Linked DNA regions of Rattus norvegicus: region 2 is linked to region 1. The links are chromatin contacts, called in public Hi-C maps. All regions are on one chromosome and are shown on one strand. The core of a region is the stretch at or near the end of the contact, and the rest is flanking DNA. Distances in the headings are between cores, read along the strand shown.

Evidence for each region. A called contact is a pair of places that touch in the nucleus more often than the background predicts.
Region 2: a Hi-C map of the A7r5 cell line shows a contact between it and region 1, with 3 times the contacts expected there. The contact joins the promoter of Calm2 here to the enhancer-like site in region 1. A contact is called at or near these places in 11 of 12 Hi-C or Micro-C datasets (the A7r5 cell line, the Rat2 cell line, Schwann cells and 7 more) and 1 of 1 datasets of contacts at active chromatin or transcription factors (oligodendrocytes).

The regions. Positions count from the first base shown.
Region 1 is chr6:12,751,374-12,756,486 of GRCr8, forward strand. It overlaps LOC120103462 (a long non-coding RNA gene), which reads right to left. Exons shown (of 3, transcript XR_010052445.1): 2 at 3,468-5,113. Among named protein-coding and RNA genes, the nearest start is that of Calm2, 91 kb to the right of the region's middle. Within about 2 kb of position 2,703, at least 50 of the 93 cell types and tissues checked have an H3K27ac peak or open chromatin away from gene starts, as enhancers often do. A contact at or near this core is called in the A7r5 cell line, Schwann cells and liver, where this site is marked.
Region 2 is chr6:12,842,404-12,847,889 of GRCr8, forward strand. It overlaps Calm2 (calmodulin 2), which reads left to right and starts at 2,767. Exons shown (of 5, transcript NM_017326.3): 1 at 2,767-2,841. The coding sequence starts at 2,839.

The DNA.
Region 1 (5,113 bases), core at 1,453-3,952:
ATCCAGACCATCTCTCTGGTAAGGGCCAGAGACTAACAGAATCAAGACAGTCCATTCAGCTGAAGAGATGGCTCAGTGGTTAAGACTGACTGCTCTTCCAGAGGTCCTGAGTTCAAATCCCAGCAACCACATGGTGGCTCACAACCATCTGTGATGAGATCTGATGCCCTCTTCTGGTGTGTCTGAAGACAGCTACAGTGTACTTATATATAATAAATAAATCTTAAAAAGAAAAAAAAAAGCAGTCCTTCATAGGTGCACCCAGAGGCTACCCTAGTGAAGAAAATTCCTCACAGATATGCCCAGAGATTTGTCTCCTAGGTGATTCAAGACCCTGTTAACATTGGCAATATTAACTCTCAGACTAAGACCTTGATATCCAATATTGGTTGAGTCCATGGGTGATGAACCTACATTTGGCTGGACTGAAATATGTCCTGTCAGTGGGTGCATGGCTGTCACCTACATCCTGGACACTATCTGTTGGTAGTTTTAAACCTTCGACCGACCATGAGGATTTTTCCTTTCTATTGTCTTCAAAGGGCTTCATGGTTTTCTTTACATTTGCATATGAGTCCATTATATAAAGTACTAAGAGGATTCAGTCAGAGTGACGGTCACCAGTGAGTGTGTGAGTGTGTGTGTGTGAGGGGGGGGGATGGAGAGTTATCATATTGATGAGTATGCAGCTTCAGTCCGGTATAATGAAAAGCTCTAGATCTGTCCTTCAGGAGCGCCCATACAACACGGTAAATGTGCTTACTGCCAATGGACTAACATGTCTCGAGTGGCAAATTGTATCACTTCAGAATGTCTGTTTAGGGATTCTCCTGTGAACTGTTTGCAACATGTTTCTAGATCACTCATTAATTGATGGGTTAAAGGCAGTCACTGACAGGTGCTCATTTGATATCTGCATAAGATTTATGATTTTTCCCTTTTAATAAGTGGTTAGGAGCTAAAGTATCTGCTGCTTAAGCTGAAAGAACAGATCAAAGGAAGGAGGGAAAGAAGCGAGCAGGGGCGGGGGTGGGGTAGAAGAAGCGGAGATAGGACAGGAAAGCCAAGAGGGTGGGATGGGAAGCGGGTGGACGAGCAGAAAGTGCAGAGAAAAGCTGGAGGGAGGGGCCGGGAGGAAGTGGGAGGGCTTCCCTTCTGACCCATACATGTGTCAATCCTCTCCCTTGGCTTGAAGGAGTCTCTATTTTGACTCTGCTTCGAATAACCCTCTCTGTCCCTCAGTCCGAGAATGAAGAAATTATTTTCTGCCTCTGCCGTTTCCCAGGTCACCAGTTATATTAAGCCGAAGTCCCTTGGTGGCTGCTGTCTATAATTTTCCACTCCACACCCTTTTGAGTCAGATTGCAAAATAAGGCCATTTTGAAACTTGGTTTCCTCCTGGTCAGGGCAGGGAAGATGTGACACAGGACTTTTGTGACCCTCTGCAGCTCAGGCAGGAACTTAGATTAGCAACTGGAAGAAGGGTAGGAGGAGGCAGCAGGTTGCTGGGACCCCAGTCAGACCACCCAGAGGTGCTCTATACAATTTCTAGCCTTTGGGGGTGGGAGGAGGGCATGGACCTGACGGGGGCATGGGCGGGGACTGGCGAGATGAGACGACACACCAGAAACGAAGGAGGCTCTTGGCGTCGTGGAGAACGGAGGAAATCAGCCACCATTCTTACAAATCTCTCAGAATCCAAAGTGCTCCCCGCGGTCCCCATCTCCCATTTGGGCTGCGGTGGAGCCGGCCTCCTGGCCACTCCCTGTTCTCCGGGTTGGAGCGCCTTCCCCTCTCCCCACCCATCACTTTGACTCACACTTTCTTTTTATTTCCTAATGGTTTACATCCTCCCTTGAGCACTCACGTGTACTTTATCTCTGAGCTGGCCACTCTGGCTCGTACTTCCCAGTGTGCTGCAGGGCCGGAGCCCAGGCTGATTTCTGTCTTAGTTAAGGAACAGCAGGGTAGACAAAGTGACCAGAGAGATGTGGGTGGTGGCCGCAGCAGGAGGCTCATAGGTGTTGTGGGTAGCCTTCAGTTCTGGCTTTTCTTGTGAGGGAAATGGGGAGCCATTGCAGGGGATGAGGAGAGGAGAGACTAGAGAGGTTTAAAGTCCCCATGATCTTAAGTGACATCCGGATATTTTCAGAGAGCAAACCGTTCGGGGCTCAGATTTCGGGGTACTCACAAAGATCTTCGGGAACATGGGACCAAATTCGCAGGGAACTTGAGGATGGTGGGAGTTTCTCCTTGACTGGTCAGGAAATGGGATGCTCTTTGTGTCTGTGTCTTCTCCTCCCTAGATATCAGCCGCGCACTGATAGGGCTTTCTGCCCCTGGACACAGAATAGGCTTAGAGTCTTTCAGGAAAAAAACTCATCAAAAATAGGCAGAGAACCCTGACCTACCAAACTGAGACACTGACACTGGCTGTAACAGAGGCTCAGGAAGAATAAGGCGGACTTCCAGGAGGAGGGAGGCTCCACTACCTAGAGATAAAAGACAGGCAGGAGAAAACCTTTCCTTGCAGCCCTCCCCCGGGCACAACTGTTGGCTCTGAGTCCCCTTCAGGCTTGCCCAGGCACACGAGCGCTAATTTAAAAGCCTCGCTAAGAGAAGTGAATGACTTCTTCAGTCGATGACATTTTCCAGGCTCTTTCCCCCAGCTCGCCCAGAAAACGCACAGCATTAATAACCAATAAAAGTTAAGAACGTCACCTCCCCACCCCTCGGTAATTCTTAAGGGTGAAATTTCTGGTCTGGGGACGTCCCGGGTTGTCCCCTCAGGTAGGGAACTTCCGGAAACGCCTCCACTCCCTAAACAACCGAAGGTTCCCCCCCCCCCACCTCCCACCTCCTCTCCTGGGAGGCGAGCGGCCGCAGGTGCGGAGGGCGGGGCGGCGGCGCGTGGAGTGCGGCCCATGGCCGGCAGGGGGCGCAGGGGAGCCGATGAATCCGGGGAGGGCTCCAGGCCCTCCGCCGTCGCCTGCCCAGCCCCCCACTGCAGCTATAGGTGTATTTACCGGAAGGTCACCCTAGTCCCTTCTCTCCGGCCCACCCTTTCCTCTCAGGTGTGGCCGCGGGAGAGGGATTCCTCCTGAGATCCTGCGGACGATTGTCAGGACCGTGAGGATCAGCGGCTTTGTGGCAGGAGAGATGCCAGAGCCTCCTTCGCCCCCCCTGCCCTACCATTAATAGCCTCAAAGTCCTGGGACTAAGCAAGAGGCTAAGGACCCCCGAAGTAGGACTCGGGCCCTATTTACTCCTGCAGAGCCTGGAGCGTGATAGGAACCTGTCCTGTTTGGGTTAAACGAAAGGACTTTTTTTGCCTAGGGGCTTCTTCTGCCATCCTCCTGTTCATCCAGCTGCTTACCTGTGTCACATAGTCCCGTTCCCCCTCCCTCCACCTCCACTCCCCCACATTCACCCACCCCTGCCCCAGGCCAGGTCTTCCCAGGCCTTACCTCGGGCTCTTTCACTGCTCCAAGGGCTCACTAGGTGGTCGGCCTAAGTCCCTTACATAGCCTTGAAGCTGTGCCCATCCTATTGAAGGGTAGCGAAACACACCACCCAGACACGGGCCACTTTAGCATAAGGATTATTTTGAGCAAAGGCAGCTGAAAAGGAACAGAAGCAAGAGGAACCCTCCCTCCCCCGTTTGCCTAAAAGCTGGATGGAAATGTACACGGATGTCCCTGTTCTCCGCTTTACCCGGAAGGTGGTATCATGGAAGACACTTGAGACCTTCGTCCGCCAGAAGTGGCACGCAGCAAGCAGAGATTGAAGAGTCTTTGTCTCCTGTTTTTTTTCCTCTCTCTGATTTGCCTTTCACAGTCGATACCTCTGGGGAGTGTAGTTCTTGTTTCTTCCGCCTTCCCCTTTCCTAAAATTGTACTGCTCTTTGTGGAAGTGTCATTCCTTCCTTTATCTCCCATGCGCCACACTTTTAATAAACTATTTTCCTCTTGTTAATCTTTGTTTAGAGATTCGGGCCAAGAACTCCCCACCACCACCCTATTTTAAGGCACTTGGCACATTGTTTTGATACATCTACTTGAGAGAACATAGTTTGATCTGTCCTTCCTGGGAGCTGCCTCTCCCACCTTTTCCCTCTCAGGCTTGAGACCAGATGGGCGGCAGCTTCGAATCCTTCAGGAAGCGTCCTTTGTTGGCCATCCTTGAGTTTTCTCAGCTCTGACCTGAAGCACATGCTCCTTGGATCTGTTTCTTGCATTTGTACCCTCGTGATTCTGGGGAAAATCAGTGTTCCCTTTTAGGATTCTTGGTCTCATTAACAAAAGAATTAAAGAATGGATTCAAATTGCAGGTTGAAGTTAATTTTTCTTAGAATTTAAAAGGAAAACATCCCAAGGCACACAAGCTGTAAACGCCAGGAGCTGCATAGAGAAGGAGGTAAGATGGAGACAGTCAGGCCACTCGAGCTGGCTTGGAGGTCAGCCACATGGGGGAGGGGAGCGGGGCATTATAGAAAGAGCAGGGATGACCACCCACAGTATCAGAAAAAGCTCTCTTGGTTCTGGCCAGTGTCAAAAGAGGGGTTTGTGGAGAGGAAGAAAATGGGAAGTTGTACTTTCTGGCTTACACCTCAGAAGGGTAGGCAGACCCAGAAAAGACTTATGGGTCAGCATTAGGGGAAAGAATTCTGGGAAGGAAAAGTACGGTGTCTCGTTAAAGGGAAAAACGTTCTGCCTATTTATCTAACATGGTTTAAGGTAAAGCTGTCTTCTCACCGGTGGTCTCTTGGCCCGGTGATTGAAACAGAGACTGGAATATCTGGAAAGTTAGGTCTTTACCCGTCACTAGTTCTCTTCACTTCCTCCCTCTGCATCCTGGTTTTGTTTGTTTGTTTGGTTGGTTTGTTTTGTTTGTTTGTTTGTTTTGTTTTGTTTTTCTTTTTTCTTTTTTTTGGAGCTGGGGACCGAACCCAGTACCACTGAGCTAAATCCCCAACCCCTGCATCCTGGTTTTTTGAGACAGGGTCTCTCTGTGTATCCCTGGCTGTCCTGGAACTCACTCTGTAGACCAGGCTGGTCTCACACTCAGAGATCCACCTGCCTCTGCCTTCTAAGTTCTGGGATTAACGGCGTGT
Region 2 (5,486 bases), core at 1,517-4,016, 91 kb after region 1:
CGGGGAGGGGCCTGGTTATAAAAGCAAGTTCTTTTTGCTTCTTGGAGGCTAAGAGTTTGGTTCTTTCTCCTGCTGCCCCCAGGATGCTCTCCTCCACTAACAGCCTGAACATGACACGGACATGACTGTGAAGCCATAGCAGCAGCAGCAGCAGCAGCAGCAGCAGCAGCAGCAGCAGCAGCAGCAGCAGCGGGAGCAGCAGTGGCAGCGGCCATGACTCTAAGTTGAGGCGTTTTGTCACGGTGATGGAAAGTTAACTGTCACATCATCTCAGCCCTGCTTTGCCTCATTAAAGGGAAAACAGCTTAACGTTCTCAGCTAGGTTCCATCTGAACCACGGACGAAGATAACTTCTGTCCTACCTTCCCAATTCCATTCTAGATCATAGAAGAGAAGTTGACGTATTACATATGATCAGTGTCCTGGAAAAAGTAGGACTTAATTTTTTTTTTTAATTTATTGAGGAACCCATAGACTATATTCAAGGATGACATTACGGTTTGTTTGTTCTTGTTTTTGCCTTATTAACTAGCAAAACTGGCTAAAAGAGAGAAGCTGGGGAAAGGAAGTTATCCAATGATAGGACTGGTGTTATCTCAATTCAGAAAATGAGGAAGAAGCAGCAGAGGGGAAGTTCATTCTTATTTTTTCCCAAGACGGACAAAGGTAACAAACTCTAAGATCTCACGTTGGGAATCGGACAGAGAAAAGATGTGTTCAAGGCTCATGGCCATCCCTGACTTGCTTTTCACTGACAACTGCCTGGGTTAGGCTGAGCCCTCTGTCATACTTCAGAAGACAAGGGCTCTATAAATAAATTGACTTGGAACCATCTCAAATACACACAAACCACAATGGCTTTCAATGTAAACCTTGACTTTTCTTTCTCTTCTTGAGAGGTCAGCAAGGAAGATTACGCAAGACAGGCTTTACCAAAATCCAACCTAGGGAATCTGGAAGAACTTTCCTGTATCCTCTATTTTTAAAAATTATTTCTTTGTACTTGCTACCCAGTGCCGCCGCACTTCTCTAGGCACAGATCTGTGCTGATCATGCATTATACACCAATCCTCTTAAAAATTCCTTCCCTAGAGGAGGCAATTATTCATTTTGTCAATTTCCCACCATTAAAAGTTTCATATGTAAAATCACTGCATGCTAATGGGGTACTGTGTAAAGAGAATATTTTTAGTGAGTCAGCTGAAAGAAAAAAAAATCATTAGTAGGTCTTCCATTTGAAGATCCGAGAGGAATCACAGATTTCTGAGGTATACCTTGGAAAACCTTGGAATTTACCAGAATGCAGTGCACTGGAACGGTGGCCTCAGGTTCTTGAGTAGAGGTGCCCATTTTAAAGTAATATTTTCACTTGATGTTTATCTCATTTGTAGGATAAGGTTAATTAACTCCCCCCACCCCTTTCAAAATTATCAAGGCACCACAATGGCAAGGATAATGGAAACAGAAATCTGAGGTGGGCTTTTTGTTTTGTTTTGTTTTCCCATTGAGTGGGCATCCGTTTGAAAGGGTGTGGACTTTGTCAGTGCTAATTAGAAGGCCGCTTAATGTCTGGTTTGCATGATTGAAAGAGGTCCCAGCACTGGCTTCATTACAAGATATGTTCAAAGGTGTGAGGGAATGTCTAATTTAGGTAAAGGAGGTTAAATCCGACTGAAGCTTTCCGAGTGGGTGCAGATAGCTGTTAGCTTCGAGATGTTCTTGCCAAACAGGAAAGTATCGTGAAAGGCAGGCTTCTTCTCAAAAGTTGGTTTCATCTTGGCTTGCTTTTTTTAAAATGCTGCTCGTTTCGAGGGTCTGCATGGTGGTGCTCTTTCCACTGGGAAGTTCGTCTCTGACTTCACCATCTTCATAATTCTTTCTGGGCCGTGGTTGTTCCATCAGTCTTGTCTGGGTACCAAATTTTGAGGATTAAGTCCTCGTTTCCTTAACCTCCATCATCCTTTTCTGGTCGTCTACTTTGGGTTTTCAACAGCACATACTCTGATACCGTAGGTTTGAATACCTTTCAGATAACTTACTGCTAGGCAAGAAAAGTAAAGGGGAAGCATAAACGGAAGCCCCTTTCTGATTAGTCTGTCAGCTGAGCTGCACCATGAAATGAAAAACGACTGGTCTCCCTGATGCAGCAACTGGGCGCGGGGTGGGCGTTTACTGGGGGTGGGGGTCCTTCAGTTCTATTTTTTTATTGGCTTATGTTGTTTTTGTCGAAACCTCCATACGGGGCGGGAAGGTAAGTGTGTGCGTGTGCCTGTGGCAGGGAGAACGGATGGAAGAAGGTCCTCCAGCCAAGCGCAAAGAGAGCCACGCTGCCTCCTGGCGCAGTTGCCAGGACAGCCCGGCGCGAGCAGCAACGGCAGAAGCCGCACCGCGTTCCGGCTGAGAGCAAGTGACGCATTGCAGGTACAAACCAGCCAATCAGCAGCTAGCTCAACGGCGTTCGCAGTGTCCATCTCCACCGCGGTGCTCCTCCGCGCCGCAAAGTAGCGCCCCCCAGGCGCGGTTCCCCCGGCCTTTTAACGGCTTGCCTGGGAGTGAAACCCACTTACGTCACCCGTCCCCTGCTCCCCTTTATCTCTTGCCTGTCTGACCGGTGACTGCGGAGAAAAGGGTCTCCCGGAGTGGAGGGGGGCACACGGGGCTGGCCGGGACTCGTTCGCTATGTTCCGTTATCTGTCGTGAGGCGGAGGGATCTGGCGGAGGGAGGCGGAGGGAGGTGTTTATGAGGAGCTGGGGGCGGAGGAGGAGAATTAGTCCGAGTGGAGCGAGCGAGTCGAGTGGTTGTCTGTTCTGGTCTCGGAAACCGGTAGCCCTTGCAGCATGGTGAGTGCGTAGCCGAGCGGCCGGCGGCGCCGGTGGGGGAAAGATGCCGAAGCGGACTGACTAAAGAGGGGGACCTGCCCGCGCTGACCCTCGAGGAGCCGTCTTCCCCAGAGGGATGGCACCAAAAAGGCCAGGAGGCCCCCGCGACGGTCATGTCGCAGGTGTCCCCCACCCAGGTCCTCTTGGGTTCCCTTAGATGAGTCGGGGGACGGCTGCGGAGCTTGGCCGGGGGAAGATGGATCAGGGGTGAGGGGCGGTGTGGTCGGTCGGGAGAGCAAGCGCGGGGCGCCGCGGCTGAGGCGGCGCTAAAGGTCAGCCCTGGGGCCGGATTCAAACCGCCGCCAACGGCCACGGCTAAGCGCGGGCGCCAGGAAGCGCCTTTGTCCGCCCGGCAGCCATGCGCGGGGGGTGGGGTGAGGAGGAGCGCGGGGCCCCGGGGCGAGCGGGCGCCGTTAGCCCGCATCCCCGCGAGGCGAGGTAAGCCAGCCGGCCCGGGGCGCGCCCTGTGCGTCCTGCCGGTGCGGGAAGCAGGCGCTGGGGGTGGGGTGGGCGCGCGGGGCCCGGAGCCGCCGCCCGACGCTGCTCGGCTCGCGCCCCAGCTGCTGCGCTGGCACCTGCAGGACTGCGGAGGTCTGGGCGGCCCGCGGCGCTGCGGGGATGGGCGGGGGAGGGGACCCTAGCAGTTCCCCCATCCCCCTCCGCGCAGTGCTGCTTGTTCCACTCCATCTGGTGCTGTCTTCCACTACCCAGACTGGATGCTTAATTTCTTTCTTTTTTTTAATCGCTGAAGAATACAAGCTTTATGCTGGAAGTCGGGCGCTTTCTCCAAATACAGTTTATAAAGGGAAAGCAATCGCCTTCAGTTAGGGTCTCAAAGACTTTTTCTGCCCACAGCGAAAGCAAGCCAGTGAAAGTAGCAATTAAGGGGCGGGTCGCTAAATTCTTGAGTACTCAGGTGCACTCCTGTTCACCTCTACCACACGCAGCGTTCCTTGAACGCTTGTGTTTGTGTTTCTTGTATTTCGGTGTAGGAGTTGCCATCCCATCTTAGTTATTAGATCTACAGTTCATTTATACAGTATTGGCTGTCAGAAACTGTGCACTTAAAGGGTGTATGAGAGAGGAGATTTCAGAGAGATTTTTTTTCTTAAATAAGAGACTCCTCGTGTTTCCTGTAAAAGAATGAGGACAGTAATTTGCACTACTTACTTTACTCCTTTGCCAAATGGTTACAGCAATGGGTGTGTCTAGGAGGCAAGGTGACATCTTAAACAGTAGTTGGGAATCCCTGCCAACTGAAACCTCCAGCCTGCTTGGGTGTGGGGAGAGTTCACCTTGGAGAGAGCTAGCATTCATTTAACTTTGGTGAATCTTTGTGTTTTGATAAGTATTTTTTTAACTAATGAATTTTAATATGCTGATTGAATTTGTACTTTGTAAGGTGAAACAGGATATAAATTACAGGCATGTAATTGGCACTCCAAGTTATGTAGTAACTTATTTTTTTAGTTAGCAGGATAGGATTTAAATGTTTACTGGAAAATTATAATTTGTATCTTACAGTGGTTTTTCTCCCCAGTAAGTTTTTATAGTTAAATGTATCATTAATACATTGCCAATTAGTCTAGTAACTTCATAATATATAAATAAGACTTTAGATTCTGAAGACTCTGTTAAAGAGAAGAAGTTATTTAGGGACCTATGTATATATAAGAACTGATTGCGAATCTCTCGAATTTGCATGCGGCCACTGTCTTTATTGGGCTGTCATGTATTGGAAGGAATGTGCAGTGTTGACACAGATGTAAAGAGTGTGTTTAAATGAGTCTATTAAGCTGAAAGGTTTTTATTAGGCTCAAAATAAGAATTTGCTTTGGCTCCATTATAATGTAGAAACTTCTAGCTTAAGCTAGAATTTAGGCTTTTAGTCAAGGTCCTGATTTCTATCAAGTTTTGTTCCTCCACTGGCTTCTCTTTTGACTCAAGATACTTTTATAGTAAAGTGACATTCTGTCAGAATAAAGACCCCCTTTTTCCTACAGAAATAACAGATTGGTTTTGATGCATGAAAAATCCTGTAATTGTAGAAGAAATGATGAATGGAGCCTTGTGTGTGTGTAGTAGTATTTGAGGGTTGAACAGGATGAAGATGTATTTCTGTTCATTGTGAGGCCAGGATTCATAAATTTATTCAGATACACTAAATATTTTTTAAAAAGAACTTTTCAGTTCAGAGTGCAGTTTAGAAAATGCTTTAAATGTTCATGATGCCTTCAGTTCAGGTGACTTTGTAATGCAGGTTAGTTTCTAGATAAAGATCAACAGTGGTAACCCAAAATGCAGGATCTAGTTCAGTAGGTTGGGGTGGAACCTGAAAGTACACTGGAAGTCTGTGGAATGACAAGAACAGCAGGAGGGGTTACATCAATCCTTGCAGAATCGAGAATTAGTCTCTGGGGAATTAGTCTTCGCCTTATTATGATAAACATGCTAATGAGCTTGTATTTTCCCAAAAGTATAATTTCAGTTCTAAGAAAACGGCATTCTCCATAGACAAAGTAGTTGGAAAAATTGAGTGCTAGGAAGTCTTTGCTCTTGATTTTTAGGAGCTTTTATTCTAGAACTTGGTAAAGTTTATTTTAAAA